2 separate regions of the Rattus norvegicus genome follow, and region 1 is linked to region 2. The links are chromatin contacts, called in public Hi-C maps. All regions are on one chromosome and are shown on one strand. Each heading gives the region's core, a stretch centred on a gene start, on an enhancer-like site or on the middle of the called end of the contact. The rest is flanking DNA. Distances are from core to core; before and after follow the strand shown. Region 1 holds the start of Mospd3 (motile sperm domain containing 3). Region 2 overlaps Tsc22d4 (TSC22 domain family, member 4).

Region 1 (4,764 bases), core at 944-3,443, 150 kb after region 2:
ACTAGGATCTGATGCCCTCTTCTGGCATGCCATTAGAGCGCTTATATACATATAAATAAATAAATAAATCTAAGAGGGAGAGGGAGAGGGAGGGAGAGGGGAGGGAGAGGGAGGGAGGGGGGAGAGAGAGGAAGGGGGAGGGAGGGGAAGAAAGAGGAAGAGGGAGGGGGAGGGAGGGGAAGAAAGAGGAAGAGGGAGGGGGAGGGAGGGGGAGGGAGGGGGAGGGAGGGGGAGGGGGAGGGAGGGAGAGAGAGAGAGAGAGAGAGAGAGAGAGAGAGAGAATTTCTTTAATCCCAATACTCAAAAGGCAGAGGCAGGTGGATCTCTGAGTTCCAGGCCAGCCTGGTCTACAGCCAGGGCCAGTCTTGAAAAATAAACAAAATAAATAAACAAAATCAAGAAAAAGCATGATAAATCAGTTTTCCGTTTCAGTCTTTGCCATAAAACCAACTCATTTAATTTTTTTTACATTTATTGTTTGTTATTTTTGGTTTTCCGAAACAGGGTCTCTCTGTGTAGCACTGGCTGACGTGGAACTCTCTTTGTAGAGCAGATCCACCAGCCTCTGCCTCCAGAGTGCTTGGATTTGAGGTGTGTGCCACCATATCACACACATCCCCCCACCCCCATGCTTGTGGTTTTCGAGACAAGACTTCACTATGTAGCCTTGGCTGACCTAGAACTCCCTCTGTGTAACTGAACAGGTGAGTTTCAAACCTGTGGCAATCCACCCGCACCTGCCTTTAGTATTGGGACTACAGAACTGTGCCTGGCTACTTTTGGTTGTTTTCTTTTTCTCTTTGCTGTTTCTTTTTCTTTTTTCCTAATCATCATATTAATTACAGATAATTATGCGTTTTATAGAAATAAAATGATCTAATACAATTTTTATATAAAATGTGTATAAATGTATTTTGATCACATTCACCACCACCATTTCTCTTGTCCCCCATTCCCTTTCCCTTCCCAACTGGTTCCCCAAGCTCTCTTAGTGGTTCTTGTTTCGGGTTTTGGATGAACCAGTGTTTTATTGAAGTTGCTTCCAGGAGCATAGGCAATTTAATAATGGTTATCCCAAGGAAGAAAATGTCTCTCCCTTCCCAGCAACTACTAAGTACCTATAGGGGCCGAGCCTTGTAAGCACATCTTTAGTATCGAGTGTTTTCTCTGCATGTATATGACCCACGTACTGGTAGAGGTCAAGTGAGGGCGTTCGATTTTCTGAAACGAGTTATTGATGGTAATGAACCACTAGGTCAATGCTGGAAGCAAACCTGGGTCTTTTCAGCCACCAAGCTAACCCTTCAGTACCTCCCCTCTTTAAAAAAAAAAAAAAAAAAAAAAGTGTAACCGAAGCCGGTTATTTCTGCTTCATCCAATTCTACTTATTGATTACTGACTTAATCTTACGTTTCTCAGCCCCAAACAAGAAGGAAAGAAAAGCGAAATGAATAAAAACAAAAAACAAAAAACCCTAGTAACAGATGAGCTCAAAATAAACATATAAACTAACAAACGAACGAACAAACAAATTGCTAACTACTAATCCAGCCCCGCCTCTCCCACTTAATCTCAGAGAAGGAACCCAGGACACGTAAAATTCTTACCTAAAATCAAGCCAATCAGTGGTGCCGAGAGAAGCGCGTTTGGTCTTTGAAGAATACCAATCAGCGAACATTGGGGCGGAAGAGAGAAAGCATTCACCGATGAGAGAGATCGTACGGCGGAAGTGGATGAAGGAACTCTTGAGAATATGGCGTCCTTATTCTGGGCACAAGTTCACTGGAGGAAAACTTTGATCGCAAGGTGATTATCATAGTACAAGCGGCCATTCACAGCAGAAACCCCTGGCAGGTCACAAGCCGATCTTAAGGAAAGGGGTCGGGGACAATTCGGTGACCTGGAGAAAAGGAACTCTTAAGAGAGCGGAGTACGCCCGGAGACCGGAGCCGCTAACCCGGAAAAGGCGTGGTCAGAAACAGGGCGGGTTTACAGCGCCCCATACCAGAAGTCCCGGATTGGGAAGCGACTAGGCGGGACAGAGTTAGCCATGTGGGCGTGACCACTGCGGTGCGGTTTGGGGGCGGGACCTATAGGAACCTGGGGCCCAGCTGGCAGGGGAAAGGTTTGGGAACCCGGGCCTGGGGCTGCAGGATCCACATCTAGCGGGGTTCCAAGGCAGCGGTGACATCAGGCCTCGTTCTGCTCATGATCTCACCCTGCCCTTTTTTCGTCCCTCGCGCCAATAGCCCTAAACTCTAAGACCCTCTTGTCCTCCTGAGCTCTGCCCTCGGATGTCCGACCGCCCAGAGCCTGCATGCGCCGTGGGGCGCCCCAGGACCAGGAGCTGGTGGGTCCGGGGGCCCCTGGGCGGGGGTCCCGGGGCTCCCCTCCTTCCTCGGGACCCGTTGTCCCGGTGTTGGTCTTTCCCCCGGATCTAGTATTCAGGGCGGACCAAAGAAGTGGACCCCGGCAGCTGCTGACCCTTTACAACCCCACGGGAACTGCACTTCGCTTCCGAGGTGAAGAGATGGGCGCTTAAAGCTAGGGCTCTGGGGGTTGGTAGCAGGATATAGGAAGATTGTGTGGGCTGGAGGGATTAGTCAAGTAAGAAGCAAGATGCCCAGCTTTGGGTCTGAAAAAAAAAATCATGGCCATCTCTGGTCTGGGGTGGCTGACAGAAGTCCCGGGTGAAGCACTATGAGTGAAACTTGCCTAAGATCTCTTCGTGTATCTTTATCCGACAGTTCTGTGTACAGCACCTGCCAAATATACGGTATTCGATGCAGAAGGATATGTGAAGCCTCAGTCCTGCATTGACATGTGAGTGGGGAGGTTGGGGAAGCTGCCAGGCATCACGACTACCTGTTGCCTTTGGCCTGAGAATCTTTTCATCTGCTGACTGCAGTCACTCTGGCAAAAGTTTCTGGGGAGGAGATCTGGATGCACTTGGTTGGTTGCCTCTCACTTCCTTCCTCCCAATGGGTCAGTGTGATACGGCACGTGGCCCCCATCCCCAGCCACTATGATGTCCAGGACCGATTCCGCATTGAGCTATCTGAGGAGGGGGCCGAGGGACGAGTGGTTGGAAGAAAAGATGTCACCTCTGTTCTCCGGGCCCCAGCGTACCCCCTGGAGCTTCAGGGACATTCTGAGCCAACCCCCAACCCAGGGCCTCCTTCGTGGACAGGACCAACTCCAGCCAGACATCTTCAGGAGAGTGAGTTGAACAGATTCTTTGTGTGTCTCTGGGGTGTTGTATATGTGTATTGTGTGAGTATATATGCATATGAGTATATATGCATGGGAGTACTTGTGCATGTGTGTTCATGTTTGTAGAGGCTAGAGGCTGATTTCCCTCAGCCTTTCCTCACCATTATCTTTTGAGACAGGCTCTCTCACTGAACCTAATATACATTTTTTGGGGGGGCTAGGCTGGATGCCCGGCGCAAAGTCCACCTGTCTTCACCGCCCAAAGACAGGGATTATAGGCACACGCCTCCATGCCAGGTTTTAAGTATGTTCTAGAGATCTGAACTCAGGTCTCCATGCGTGTCAGCCCTTCACTGAGTCATCTCTCCAAAGGTCTTGTTTTTCTGCAGGGCTAAGCGTTGGCCTTTTACCTAAGGCCTACCAAGCAAGCACTGTACTGCCAAGCAAGAACCCCAGTCCTGCAGTGGGGACCCCTGAATTCTGTAGGGAGAGAAGAAGCAGTAGCATTACTGTAGATACAAATTGTGTGTGTGTGTGTGTGTGTGTGTGTTTGTGTGTGTCTGTGTTTGTGTGTCTGTGTGTGTGTCTGTGTTTGTCTGTGTATATCTGTGTCTGTGTGTGTGTCTGTGTGTGTGTCTGTGTGTGTGTTTGTGTGTGTGTGTGTCTGTCTGTCTGTGTGTTTGTGTGTGTGTGTCTGTGTTTGTCTGTGTCTCTGTGTGTGTGTGTGTGTCTCTGTGTGTGTCTGTGTTTGTCTGTGTATATCTGTGTCTCTGTGTGTGTGTGTTTGTGTGTGTGTCTGTCTGTGTGTTTGTGTATGTGTGTCTGTGTGTGTGTCTGTGTTTGTCTGTGTCTCTCTGTGTGTGTGTGTCTCTGTGTGTGTGTCTGTGTTTGTCTGTGTATATCTGTGTCTCTGTGTGTGTGTGTTTGTGTGTGTGTCTGTCTGTGTGTTTGTGTATGTGTGTCTGTGTGTGTGTCTGTGTTTGTCTGTGTCTCTCTCTGTGTGTGTGTGTCTCTGTGTGTGTCTGTGTTTGTCTGTGTATATCTGTGTCTCTGTGTGTGTGTCTGTGTGTGTCTCTGTGTGTGTCTGTGTTTGTCTGTGTATATCTGTGTCTCTGTGTGTGTGTCTGTGTGTGTGTGTGTCTGTCTGTCTGTGTGTGTGTGTGTGTGTCTGTGTGTGTGCGTGTGTGTGTGTGTGTGTGTGTGTGTGTGTGTGTGTGTGTGTGTAGATGATCCTGGTTGAGGTTTTCTATCAGGTGAGAGGAAGAAGACTTTGCAGTTGTACTGCTTTCTAGCTTCTAATCAGAAGGACAAGCTCTTCTCCAGTTCCAACTGCAGTGGCTCTTATCAGGTGCCAGCTACGTTCAGTTCAATAAAAAAGCTGGACTGAGCAGTCAGCTCTTGTGAGCTGGGTGGGAGAGATACACCTACCTGTCAGCCCAGGACACTGAGAACACAGTATGGAAGGCGGGAGGAAGACGGGGACCAGAGGACAGGCTTCTGGTGACTTCAGGACAGAGGTGCCAAGGAGAAGAGGACACAATAGAGTGTAAA
Region 2 (4,895 bases), core at 78-2,577:
GGAAAATTTTCATTCCCAAGTAATGGGAGGGGAGAGGTGCTAGGGACACTAAGGGGCCTCCTGGGGCCAAGCATCTTCTCTTACCATGGCTTGTTCAATCTTGTTGTCAATGCCAACCAGGCTTCCGGAACCACTGGAGAGACATGGGGGTGGGGGTGGGGATACAAGTTGAGGAGGAACCCCAAGTCAACTCTGCTACAGTCTTCTGGTGCTCCCTGCTCTAAAAGCCCAGCCTATGCCCACCCCACCCAAGTACCTGTGGCAGTAGACGATGAGAGGTAGGAGGCTTTTGTCCACCCCACAGCGGGATGAAGGTCGGTGCCCAGGCCCCCCCAGGCCCTGGTGGGAAGGAGGTCCCGACGGCCCTCGGATTGGGGATGACCCCCGTGGGGAGCATGGGGAAGACACGCAGCCCCTTTTTCGGGGTGTCCCTTGTGCCATCCCTACCACTCGAGTCTCATAAGATGATACCAAGGACTTCACAGAGACCCCTGGCTGGGACATTCCTGAGGTAAGGGTCATCAGTATCCACTCCCAACCAAAAGGCTGTGACAGGCAGAATGCCTGGGGGGCCCAGAGCCCCCCTGGGCACAGTAGAGTTCTGCAATGGATGCCAAGCAGGCAGAGAGGAGACCGGACCTACAGACTGCTGCTCTGAGAGATATACACCCTGCCCTCCCCCTCAGGGCAAGGCACAGCTGCCATTGGCTCCTCGGGGACACGGGGACCCCCTCCCTTGGCTCCACAGTGGGCGGGAATTCCCAGACACACATGGTCTGTGCCAGTGTCCCCTTCTCACCCTGGCACCACTCCCAGACTGGAGGGGAAGGGGAGGTGAAGTCAGCTGGTAAGGGTTGGGGGAGGGGCTGTGAAGCAAGAAGGCTGGCATGGGGAGGGGCTTGAAGGTGAGACCCTAGGACGCATGTCCCCAACCTATGCCTCCCTTTCTGCCCTGTCTGGATTAACCATGGTCTCCCTCAACTTTGAGAAAGGGGACAGACAAAGGGGGCAGGGTAGAAATATATGTATCTTAGGTGGCTCTTAAAACGTGGGACAGAGGGTCCCCCACTTCAATGAAGGAGAGAATTAGGAAAGGTTACCATAGCAACAGAACCCCACCACCATATTAGGAACCCTATAAATCAAAGGCAGCCACATACGGGACCTGAGACCTGGGTATGGAGGTCTTGCAGTGAGTCAGAGCTTAAGAAAAGGAAGAAAAAAAAAAGGTACGGCTGAACATGGGACACTGGACAGAGACGCAGAGACTTTAAATCAGTAGTCAGGTAATGACCCAGTTAAGGGGCAGGCCTGGCTGCAGTTTTGAGCAGTGGCCACCAGAGGGCAACTCACGCCTGGCTCAAATGCCCCAGGGCTCAGGCTCCTGACTGGCACCAGGTTAGAGAATCTGCTTCTTACTCAAGCCCCTCTGCTCACTCAGGACTTTCTAGGGTCTCCTTGCCTGCCCCAGGCTGCAATGTCTTCCCTTTGGCTGCCGGACCAGAGGAGGCAGGCTTTTGTTTCGGTTACCTAAGCTTCCTTTCTGCTTTCCCCAAGGACACCAGGGTCTCCAGCCCTGTGTCGTCCCTCCCCTCACCACCGCCCCCCCCCCCCCAGTCAGGGTGCCACTTGGCTCCATTCATACACTGCTGTCACTTTTGTAATCCCTCCCCACTGGCTGTCAACTTCAACCTGCTTTCCTACAGGGGGAATCTATACTCAGTCCAAGGTGACCCTTGCATGAGGCCCGGCCATCAGAAAGGGAGCTGGGAATTTTCCATTCCCTGGCCAAGATCTGGATGCAGGAGGTGCTGACAGGTAGAGCCACCAAGGAGGTGAACGGGCTAGAAAGAGCAGGATATCAGTGAGTAAGGACACGGGGCGGGGGGGCGGGCCTCCAAAGCCAGGGAACACGGGAGATGCTTAAGAATGGAGGTGGGGAGCAGAGAGGTTAGAGGGGAGAGGGCAAGAGGGCTCAGTGGGTAGACTCTTGCCACTAAACTCGACAACCTGAGTTCCATTCCAAGAACCTACAGTGTGGAAGGATTTCCCCAAATTGTCCTCTGACCTCCACAAGCCTGCCAAATTATCCCTGGACCCACATGTGTCAGCACACACACACACACACACACACACACACACACACACACACACACACACACAGGGGGGGGAGGGGAGCGAGGAACGGAGGGGCAGAACAGAAAAGGTGCAACCAGGCAGTATAAAATTTGTTTTCAAGATACTCCAATCCACAGTACCTGGGAGGGGAGTAGGCAAAATCCAATACCCCCTTTCCAGTGCATAGAGCAGCCAAGGATGGGCAGACGTACCAGAATAGAGGTGTCAGCCCCGCTTGGCGGACACTCCGGCAGACATGCCAAGTTAAATCCTCTACTCTTGCCAGAAATAAAGGAATAATACAACAGGCAACATTTGTTGGCTGGCTGATGGCTATCTTGTGTTTGTCTAGCTCAGGAGTTTTTCAAAGCACTTCCCCTATGCCATTCGAGCCTTAACACTTGAAGGGAGGAGGACTCTGGCAAGCCAGGCCTCACCTTTGATTAGCCCTGCTCGAGGGGCTGGTATGTGCTACACTGGGATTCTTGAGTAAGGCTGGGGGCAGGAAGGGCAGGTGCCGAGAGCCTCTAAGAAAGTCTACAGGCATGAGGACGAGATCTCCCCTCGCCTGAGACATGTTTCCCCATCAGCCTGCAAACCACCAGGGCTTCCAAGTCAGGTCAGGCTAAGACTGCAATGTCAGCCCAGCGTTGGTTCAGTGCACAACCTAAGTGGACACAGCAGCCCTGAGGGACAGACTTTCCCGTCCAGGAGGGCATCTCTGAAGGCTGAGAACAGAAGACACGAGTTGTCTGTGAAGGGCTGGACATGAAGGCCAGCTTAGCTGCCCACATATGCTCTAGGAGCCCTCAGAGGCTGAGCCTGAGGCCACAGAAGTGGCATGGAACAATCCTGTCTATGCTCTCTCCCAGATCAGATTCTGTAGTGTCTTGGGGGTACGCAGGGCAGGGGCTGGGCTAGGGAAGGGGAGAGGCTGGCTGCTCATCCCAGTTACTGAGCTGTCCCTGCCTCTGTCTTAGCAAAAGGACACCCTAGGACCATAACCACCTCTCATTCTCTCGGGAGGTGCACACACCAACGGGGAGAGAGTGCCAGGAGATTGAGCCCGGGGTTCACAGACAAGGTTGAGTGACCTTGGACACGTTCTTAACACACACACCTCACCCCTTTTGAGTCTCATTGTTTTGAGTCTCATCTGGAAAGTGAGGAATCATGGGATTGCTTTTACAGTTCCATGAGGTAAGTGTGTGGAGGGGTCATCCAGATGGCTCAGTGGGTTAAGAAAGGCGGCTCTCCACAGAGCATAATTGGATCACCAGTTATAATTGGATCACCAGGACCTACATGATAGAAGCAGAAAAGCTCTCACAGCCTGCTCTTTGCCCTTTGACCTCTACCTCTGCAAAGTGGCACACATGCGCGCGCATATATATATATATATATATATATATATATATACACATACATATATATATACTATACATATATACATATATACATATCTATACACATATACATACACAAATAAATGAAAAAAATTAAGTTAGCAGGAACTTGGGAGATATCTCAGCAGGTAAAATATTTGTGCTACAAGTGTGAGGACCTGAATTTGATCCCCAAAACCCAAGTCAAAAAAGCCAGGGGTAGTGGCACATGTTTATAATCTCAAGTCCGGGGTGGCAGAGACAGGGAAATCCACAGGTCTAGCCTGCCAGCCAGAATGGCTGATTCAACAGGTCCCAACCAGCGAGACAGCACCACACATATACAAGCGGGATAACTCCTGAGGGACAATAACCAAAGCTGCCCATGCACGCACACACACAAACACAAACACGTGAAAACACGCATGCCAAGAAGGCTACAGGAGAAGGCGAGGAGGTGGGGCTCTCCTGTCATCTCAGTCTCTCAGGAGACTGGGGCAAGAGGATTGAAAGTTCGAGACTAGCCTGGGCAACTCAGTGAGACCCTGCCTCGAAGTTCAGAACAACAGGAGGAAGTGGGTAGGGGTGGAGCTTTGTTATATAGCTCAGTGGTAGACAGCACTGGACCCAAAGGAAAACAGATGAAATAATGTGGTTTTTCTCCCTCAAGTCTTTGGGAACCACTAGCTAGACATCTGCCCACTTTTTCATCCTGACAAAATATCGCCAAACCTGTACGGGATCACAGATCTTCCAACCAGGAGCATATAGTCTGAATTCACATGCATCCTATTTTCCCATCCCAGATCCAAGGACAGGTAAGGCACCCCCAGCTCAACTCAATACCCTAGTACTTACTACCACAACCCATTTTTTCCTTCTCAAAAGGGAGTTATGTGGAATTTGTGTCTTCTAGCTCCAGGAGGCACAGGTGAAGTGGGGTCTACCCACCCCATTCCTAGGGGGTAGAGGATGGCCCAGCCCAAACCCGCTGGCCCAGCCGGGCGAGGCACTGAGGGGCTGGGTTGGGCCAGAGCCCCAGAGCCTTGAAGGCTAGGAGCAACCGGTCAGACTAGGGTGTGCAGAGCGGGTGGGACAGAGAGAGGGAGAAGGGGACCGGGTCAAAAGAACAGTGCTATGGAGGCTTCAACAGGTAGAACTCTTGGTGACAGAGAGAGCTGGAGGCCCGGCTGACAAGGGGGCAGAGGAGGTACATGAAGCCTTTTTGCCAGGGAACTTCCCAAATTGGGGGGGTGGGTGGGGTGGGACGTGCTGAGAATAGCATCAGATCAGAGCAGGCGACTCTCTGGCCTTGGCTGACCTCACACCTCACACATTCCAGAGAGCCAGCTGGAAGGCAGTTCAGAAGCTAACCGGCCTAGCCTTGCCCTG

Evidence for each region. Hi-C and Micro-C count contacts between places; a contact is called where the count stands out from the background.
Region 1: a Hi-C map of liver shows a contact between it and region 2, with 5 times the contacts expected there. The contact joins the promoter of Mospd3 here to the enhancer-like site in region 2. A contact is called at or near these places in 2 of 12 Hi-C or Micro-C datasets (liver and mammary epithelial cells).

Annotation. Positions count from the first base shown.
Region 1 is chr12:24,730,296-24,735,059 of GRCr8, forward strand. Mospd3 (motile sperm domain containing 3) reads left to right here and starts at 2,194. Exons shown (of 5, transcript NM_001025629.1): 1 at 2,194-2,522; 2 at 2,748-2,823; 3 at 2,991-3,220. The coding sequence starts at 2,318.
Region 2 is chr12:24,576,899-24,581,793 of GRCr8, forward strand. Tsc22d4 (TSC22 domain family, member 4) reads right to left here. Exons shown (of 5, transcript NM_001044284.3): 4 at 85-133. Among named protein-coding and RNA genes, the nearest start is that of Spacdr, 5.8 kb to the left of the region's middle. Within about 2 kb of position 1,328, at least 30 of the 93 cell types and tissues checked have an H3K27ac peak or open chromatin away from gene starts, as enhancers often do. A contact at or near this core is called in liver, where this site is marked.